3 separate regions of the Mus musculus genome follow, and all the other regions are linked to region 3. Evidence: chromatin contacts called from public Hi-C data. All regions are on one chromosome and are shown on one strand. The core of a region is the stretch at or near the end of the contact, and the rest is flanking DNA. Distances in the headings are between cores, read along the strand shown.

Region 1 (2,700 bases), core at 121-2,620, 250 kb before region 3:
TGTGCAACAGTAAAAGAACCCAAGGGGCTGGAATTCAGAGGAAGAAGCCACACGGCAGCTACAGCTGACAGTATTCAGCAGAATACTTCAGACTAATAGATTACAGATATTCTCAGGGTACAGAAATGATGTGCCTCAAGTGACAGGTGTGGCAATGACCCCAATCTTATCATTACACAGGGTCCATGTATTGAAATGTCACACAATAATGCATATGTACAGCCAGCCTCATCAGTTGAAAATAAGAGATGTATTAAAACACAAATGTAGGTCATGAACATGGTAGTGATTTCCAGTAGTTAAAATTGATGCTATGCCTGGTGCTTTCTTCTCTCTCAGACCCACTGCTCACACAGAGTCATCACGTGTAAAAAGGACTCTGCTCTGGCCTGTAGCACAAATTGGGGTGTGCCTTCTTCCACATCCTGGCGCCCTGATTCCTTCTTCACGTTGTCATCTGTAACACCCATCTCAGAGACTCTCCATCTTTGCTCACCACCCCACCCCACCAGGGCTCTCTTGACAGAGCAAAAACAAGACACAATTGAACGCATCAAATCCCGCGTGCTAAATCATATGTGAGCGTTTGCGTGCCGTCAAGCAATCAACTTCTCTCTGTCCTCCCTTCTGAAGCCCCCTCTGTATTGCAGCAGAGAATCCAAAGGGTTGCGATTTAGGAGAAAACCCCGGGAGGCCCCCATCACAAGTGGGTGTTGCGGCTCTGAGCTGAGAGAAGCCACAGAACCAGACTGCAGCCTGGCACACGCCGCCACTCTCCCTCTTTCTGCTGCCGATTGCCCACGATGAGGATGCCCGCCCAGGCTGGCAGAAAGTGCTTATCAGAGAATGTTCCCTGGCTGATCATAACTGATGCAGTGTGCTGTGTCAAATCGCTTCCTGTTTCCTGACTGCGGATGAGAAAGTGTGATCAGAGCAGAGAGCCTTTGCAACAGCTCAGAGCCATCACCCGGAACAGGTGCAGTCTCCCTCCATGCCTCCTACTCAGCCTGGCTGACACCCACCCCCATCCGGGGCTGGTCTTGGCTCACTGTAGAAAAGCTGTGGACTGGTTTGGGGAGACACTGAGATAGACTCCACAGCAAATAGCTCCCCCGGAGCAAGCTTGTGGGTCTCAGCTTCTACAGGATGCCAGCTTGGATTCTGCAGGACTCTCCATGTGAAGCTACTAGGTCTAAGAAAGCACCTCCTTCCATGGATGACCTCAGCGTGTTCCTTCCACCTCACTACCCTTGCTCATATTCATCATCAATCTTCGTCCACTTAGGGACCTCCCTTGGAGCAGGCACTCAGACATGCTCTTTGTTTTATTCTCATTCTCCACATGAACAAAAGGAGCCTCCTAGAAGTAAACAGTGAGGTCATATGGCTGTAAGCATCAGGGCTTGTCCTGGACACACTGCCCTAGTGTCCCTACAGTGTCCTCCCATCTGCCTGCTGTACCTTACCCAGCATCCACTAAGTCCCTCTCATTTGCTATTGTTACAAGTGCTAAGCTGCAATGGATTTTAAAACACTGATCACTCTCTCTGTCATTACACAACCGCTACCGTTCAAATGAATGGAGCTAGACCTAAAGTTAGACAGCTAACAAAGGTGTATCAGATAGAAAAGGGGGCAGTAAGTAAGGAAATGTAGACAGACTGGGCTACGAGGTCATGGCAGGTGAATGAGCCTCCCTGGGACAGAAGCACCAGAGGGAAGACAGAAGTTTCCAAATATGTCTGGAAGAAGAGTCTCCCAGAAGATGCACTGTGGGGTGCCCACATGAAGAGACAGGGGAGGGACTGAGGAAGCTAGGAGGATGAAGACAGCCAAGGCCACTGTAGGTGACAGTGAGTTCCCAGGGAATCAGACACCGCAGTGAAGACCTCAGGCGTTTTTTTTCCTGGGTTTGACAGGCACTAAAAAAAACGTTCCGAGCAGCAAGCCAAGGAGACCAGATATTGTTGGACTAGGACTTAAATCTTCAAGAGCAGCAGTTGAGAAACTCGGGAGACTGTACCAAAAAATCCAGGGGAAGGTAATAGGCCAGGGTGGTGGGGAGCCAGTTAGCGCTGAGTTCTTTTCAGGTAGCAGGGTAGGAAAGCCCAGAGCTTTGACAGCTACAAGTCACCGGCTTTCATAAAGCAGGCACAAGCCCAGCTTGGGAACTTCAGAAATAATGTGTGCTTGGAATGAAGCCCTTCTTCTAATGCAGGAAAGCCTACTGAAGAAGAAGTGAGATGGTGCCATGCCCCACCACCGAGGGGCATGTCCACTTGCCCCCTGCCAAGGCACACTCCCATCACTGTGCCATGCACTTTGAAGCTCTGTTTGCTTTGCTTTAGTTTGTTTTATGCCTTCTCATAAGCAATCCAAACCTTGCATTTGGGGCATCCCCTCCCTCTGCTTTTTTACTGATTCTGAATATCACTATATATTTTACAGTCTGAGGCAGTTTTTTTTTTAATTTTATGTAAGTAGAATTATAGTCTCTGTCTTTCTTCATTTCTTTTCCTACTCATGATTCTTTTGAGATCTATTCATCTGGTTTCTATTGATTTGGTCTGTTGGCTGCTCTGCTGTGTGCCACCCGTTTTATGTGCAGGCAACAGCTTCTTCATTTCCCTGCCAAAAGGCACCCAGGTCATCCCACCAAATCACAAATGCTCCACGAGTATGCAAAGCTTCACGGCCTGC
Region 2 (2,700 bases), core at 137-2,636, 250 kb after region 3:
GGTGCCAGGGAGCATTCATGGGTGGTCTAGCCTCATCCCTTACAAGTCTGCCTCTCAGCGGTCAGTGTGGCGAACAGCATCCTTCTGCATCTTCCCTCTTAGGGGTGGAGTTAGCTGTCGAGTGGCTGGGCTGCCTTCAACGTGCTTGAGTAACATCTTGACATATATGGCAGTCAAATGGGAAAGAGACTCTACCCGGGTCCAGTTAAGCATCCACAGTGTGTGAGACTGCTCTGCTCCAGGTCGGGGTGGGGGATGGGCATGTCTTCGGACCCAGATGGCCCTGGAGAGCACTGAGGAGGTGTCTACATCTCCCTGCTCACCCGTGGCATCTGCTGCCCGTGGAATCTCTCCCTTGCCTCGTGTCCACTTATCCTGGAGGCGAGGGTGAGCCTTGGAGTCTTCTGTGTGAGAGTGCTGCCGTATAACCGGGTAGAGGGTCATCAGGGACGCCCTCTAGCCTAGTTCTCAGTGCTCCGGGGGCTGCCTGAGGGAATTTTTTATCTTCCTGTACAGTGGGATCTGTCTGCCCTCCCTTCTCTCCTCCCCTTCCCTTCTCCAACATGAACGCCTTGACCTCTTGAAGTCAACTTGAGCGAGCAGCTGTATGTTCACAGCAACTGGCCCAGCCATGTCCCAAGCTGGGATGAGACATTTACATGCATATTTTGCATTACAATTCATAACAGTAGCAAAATTACAGTTATGAAGTAACAACAAAATAATTTTACGAATGTAAGTCACCACAACATGAGGAACTGAATTAAAGGGTTGCAGCACTAGGAAGGTTGCGAACCATTGCTCTAGGATGTCTTACAAACTTACTCTCATACCTAGGCTTGCATCGGCATTAATACCTAACTGGAACGGAAGGTGAACCAGAGCTCTGCTCTGCTCTGCACCTTATGGGAGATTAGAAGTACCAGGCACCTTGTAGTTTCCTCTGTTAAGCTCCATTTAGGCAAATTTGTGTTAATATAAAACATAGCAACGGCGTTCTAGCCATTGTTTATACCTGGTACATTTACATTACGGTGACTGCTTTGAAGCAGATCAGGTTAGGTACAAACACCTGGGCGCGGAGCCAGACCTCCGTCCTGAATTCCCTTCCCGAGATTCAGGAGGGAACCTCAGTTCAGACCGGGGGCGGGTGGGGGCGGGGCTGGCTGCGCAGCAGGGCTGTGGCGGCTCAGGCGAGAGCTGAGATTCATTAGGTGCCGCAGTGAGGCGTGACCGGAAAGCTGGCGTGGGTGTCCTCTTTAGAATCCTCTGAGGAGTACAGGCTGAGATAAGATGAGCAAAGAGACAGCCTCGGGCCGTGGGTCAGGGATGTCAATGCATGGTGCCACACTGCCACCCAGTGGGAAAGATAGAGAAAGCCAGAGAGGTTTGCCCAGCTGGAGGAGTGCCGGGGCACTAGCAAATAGTCTCTGGTCGGTCGGTAGGTCTGTCTGTCCGCCTGTCTGTCTCTCTTTCTCTCTCTTGTGCATGTGTTCAAGAACGAGGGAGTATGACAGGGAAAAAAAAGGGAGAGGGAGAGTCAGTAAGAGAGAAAGGGAGAGGAGAGGGAGAGAGGCAGAACAAAGGAGGGCAGAGCAGTGGGGAAGGAGAACTCTAGGCTAGGAAGGGAGGCCAAGGCCATGGTGCCCTTCTTCAGAAAATGGCTCCATCCATACCTATCTCTGTGGTTTTCCACCCTCAAGAGACCACTGGAGTGTGTTTGCACAAGCCTAGTGGCCATTTAGGCAGAGCGAATGTAAAGCTAGTTAGGAACGCCCTGGCCATGGCTGTAGGTGGAGGGATGTGGCATGTCTAGATTCCATGGCCAGCACCTTGAAGTCCCAGTGCAAAGGTTCACCCAGGCTGGTGGAAAAGATCCTGGGAGAGATGGATGTAGGGTACTTCTGCTCTGTCGGGCTCAGCTCTATCATTTCTCTCACGGGCAGCCATTCACCTGGCCGTTCCAGCTGATCAGGCTCTCCTCTCTAGCCTACATGTCACACAGTGACTGAAGGATGTCTGGGAACCCTGAGAGCAAATTCTGTTATTGTGTGCCCACAGGGGAATGTGGCCGGGAGGAAGCTGAGCCCTGCGCTCTCCTAGTTTGCTTCTCCGTGGCTGTGATAACACCACCACCAGAATCAGCTTGAGGAAGAAAGGGTTTATTTGGCTCACAGGCCACACAGTTCATCATGAAGGGGAGATAGGGCTCAAGCAGGAACCTGGAGGCTGGGACTGAAGCAGAAGCCATGGAGGGATGCTGCTTCCTGGCTTGCCCCGCGACTTGCTCAGCCTGCTTCCTTACAGAACACAAGACCGCCTGCTCAGGGTGGCACTACCCAAAGTGAGCGGGTCCCTCCCACATCAATCACACATCAAGAAAACACCCCACAGACTTGCCTATGTGCAAATGTGATAGGGGCAACTCCTCAACTGAAATCTCAGGAAATTCTAGCTGGGGTCCAGTTAAAAACACAAGCAGACAGCTAACCACTGACCCAGTCAACAGGTTCAACCCAACTCACTTAAACAGACCTATTCCAAAGCGGATGCTACTTAAGCTGTAAGTAGAAAGATCAGTTTGGTAAATTCACACAGAAATAAATTGCTGGGAAGCCACAGGAACAACCTGATGCACCGGTTATGGAAGGAACAAAACCCATGAATCACATTGCATACATTGCGTGCAGATCTGTGTGG
Region 3 (2,700 bases), core at 197-2,696:
ACAAAGTAATAAGTGTCCCTGAGTGGGCACTAAAGGAGCTCTCCTCTGGGCATTAAGTTCAAGATGGCACCAGCCTTGGTGACACCCCACTGAATTGTTTAACTTATTCTGCACACAAAGTCAAATGCCCAAGTTAAAAAATGTGAAATTAGAAACGCTGGCATCCCTCATATTCTCCCCTCCTGGGATGACTGACACACTGCTTGGGTCACATGCTCTCTATGTCATCTCTAACATGCAGGGTACAAATAGCACATTACAAAGGTTCCTGGAGGATTGTCACCAGTCACTGACATCACTGTGTAATCTCTGTTCTTTCTTAAAATTATCCCGGTCATTCTAGGTCAAACACACACACTTCTATCTATAGGCTTCACAGAAGTAAATTATATAGATTTCTGTGATTTTTTCATATTTTTTAATTTTTATTTTCTGTGCATGGGTTTTTTGCCTGCAAATATGTCTATGTACTACATGAGGCCAGAAATGGGCATCAGATATCAGATCCCCTGGACCTGGAGTTACAGACAGTTGCAAGCTGCCGCGTGAGCACTAGGAATCGAACCCAGGTCCTTTGCAGGAACAGTGAGTGCTTTGACCACCGACCGAGCCCCAGAATTCTGTGTCTTTAACATCTGGTTACTACTATATGACAGTTCTGGGCTTCTGTCCAACTTTTCACACAACTGATTTGTATAGTAAAGCAGTACGTATCTTGGAGATACACTTCTTGGCACCCGTGAAGATCAAATCAGTTCTAGAACTGCAATTTCAGGTTCAACAGGCAGATGTGCTTGCAGATCTTCCCCACAGAGGTGCTTCCCATAAATGTGATCCTGACCATTCTGTTAAGAACTCCCAATTCCCCTCCAAAGCATATGTGCTGTTTTGATTTACATTTCCTTGACAACGAGATAGTTTCTACATCCTGTAAAGTGTGACTGGTTGCCTCTAGTTCTCTTGCAAGCCCCTTGTTCTTTATGACATGGTCTCTAAAAGGCACCCATTACAGGAGCTTGCTAACCTGCAAGGACTCATTCTCCATCTTTCACTCTTCTCAGGGAGCAGAGGCCTGAGTGGGTGAGGAATTACGGGATGAGAGAAATGACCAGTCTTTCTTTTAGAACTTAAATCTAATCAACTGTAAAATAAAAACCATTAAAATATTCACAACATTAATCAGAATCCATAATTTGTTCAACAAAAATGTGAAAATCTCAAAGTTAGGAGTTGCTGTGTCAAGCAGCTTGAGAAAGTGCTATCAAGCCTCTCCCACAGGGCTGGACTGCAAAAGATAGGGAGCAGAAGAGCAGTGTGGCTTCTAGGCCAGCAGAGAGCTCTCTGATGCACACAAGCAGCTAGAGGCGACACAGGACCAAACCTTAGCAGCGCAATGCAATAAAACTGTATTTACTTGAGGCCCCAGTGAGTGGGAGGTGAACGCTGCCTACATTATTGCCCAAGGGAAAGGATTGGTGGGGATGCAGGGTGCTTCACTTGTTCAGAGTGACTCACTATGCTGAGTCTTTTCTCAGTAAAATAGCCGAGCCATCCATTTAATGTCAATTCATGCTACAGCTCTGCTCCAAACCAGGGCACCCTCCTCATGACCATCCTTCTTGCAATCTTCAAGAACAGGCGTGGAGCGCTCAGAGACATGGCAAAGCCCCCTCACACATTACAGACAAGCACCTGGGAGGAGAGAGCATGCCGCAGTCTTGGCTATCAGGCCACACGGCCAGCCTCTACAGATTACCCCACAGAATATCAACCCAGGAGTTCAGAGGAATTCAAAATGGCCCAGGCTTTGGCCAGAATAGCTCAGGAAGGGGCCTCCTGGGGGCTGCATCCTGACAGAAGGAGAAATATAATGCTCAGCCTGCTCATTCTGTGTGCTGTGACTCTACCTGTCCCCAGCCTCCCTGTGAGAGCACAGTGCTCCAGCCCTGCAGGACCAGCATCTGCATTCCCATCCCAGCAGCTGCTAGACACCACTGTAGCCTCTTCCCTGCCCTTGGCCCACAGCACTCTCACTTCCAACAAAAGGAGCCCTTCCTGGGTGTAAGACTCAGCAGAGAGAAGTCAGATACCTTGTAGCCAAAAGCCACATCTTTGAGGAGAGAGTGTGAGTCCCGTGGTTTAACAGGCCACAGGCAGAAAATGCTCATGAAAAGAGCTTTCTTTTTTCAACACTGAGTAAGGAATTTCAATGAAAGTCATTTTTATGAATCTGAAAGTCACAAATGATTTCTATTAGCAACCGAGAAGCTGAGGTGCAAGCCTACAAGCAAAAATTCCGCAGAAACAGGGAAGAAAAACAAAAAAGCCAGCATGGTGGTGCACACCTTTAACCCCAGTACTCTGGAGGCAAAGACTGGTGGGTCGCTGTGAGTTTGAGGGGCTGCAGAAGTGGTGTCCGCAAGAGAGTGCAGGTTACATGACAGGGACAGATGCTGGTGCTCAGCTCACTTTGTCCTGTCTGGTCAGTTCAGGACCCCAGTCTCTGAGATGATGACCAGTCTACCTTGATTACGGTAGGTCCTCTTCAGACCATGTTTTATGTGTTCACTCATACAAAGTCTGGGGACTAAATTTGGGCTTACACATGATATCCATTCAGATGTAGCAGCAGCAACTTTGGTCACTAGAAGCATCCTTCAAAAACACGTCCATGCACGTACATACACACAAGGCACATGC

Evidence for each region. A called contact is a pair of places that touch in the nucleus more often than the background predicts.
Region 1: a Hi-C map of cerebral cortex shows a contact between it and region 3, with 2.5 times the contacts expected there. The contact joins two enhancer-like sites. A contact is called at or near these places in 1 of 484 Hi-C or Micro-C datasets (cerebral cortex) and 5 of 115 datasets of contacts at active chromatin or transcription factors (astrocytes, differentiating embryonic stem cells, embryonic basal ganglia and 1 more).
Region 2: a Hi-C map of cerebral cortex shows a contact between it and region 3, with 5 times the contacts expected there. The contact joins two enhancer-like sites. A contact is called at or near these places in 5 of 39 promoter capture datasets (embryonic stem cells, hippocampal neurons, liver and 1 more), 1 of 15 datasets of contacts at CTCF or cohesin (embryonic stem cells), 49 of 484 Hi-C or Micro-C datasets (the G1E-ER4 cell line, the N1E-115 cell line, Sertoli cells and 28 more) and 4 of 115 datasets of contacts at active chromatin or transcription factors (T-cell acute lymphoblastic leukemia, cardiomyocytes, differentiating embryonic stem cells and 1 more).

Annotation. Positions count from the first base shown.
Region 1 is chr12:29,082,226-29,084,925 of GRCm38.p6, reverse strand. No RefSeq gene overlaps it. Among named protein-coding and RNA genes, the nearest start is that of Gm31333, 58 kb to the left of the region's middle. Within about 2 kb of position 1,370, at least 57 of the 459 cell types and tissues checked have an H3K27ac peak or open chromatin away from gene starts, as enhancers often do. A contact at or near this core is called in cerebral cortex, where this site is marked.
Region 2 is chr12:28,588,192-28,590,891 of GRCm38.p6, reverse strand. No RefSeq gene overlaps it. Among named protein-coding and RNA genes, the nearest start is that of Allc, 7.0 kb to the right of the region's middle. Within about 2 kb of position 1,386, at least 93 of the 459 cell types and tissues checked have an H3K27ac peak or open chromatin away from gene starts, as enhancers often do. A contact at or near this core is called in cerebral cortex, cortical neurons and hippocampal neurons, where this site is marked.
Region 3 is chr12:28,837,152-28,839,851 of GRCm38.p6, reverse strand. The region is part of intron 4 of Eipr1 (EARP complex and GARP complex interacting protein 1); the gene reads right to left. Among named protein-coding and RNA genes, the nearest start is that of Gm46345, 72 kb to the right of the region's middle. Within about 2 kb of position 1,446, at least 10 of the 459 cell types and tissues checked have an H3K27ac peak or open chromatin away from gene starts, as enhancers often do. A contact at or near this core is called in cerebral cortex, cortical neurons and hippocampal neurons, where this site is marked.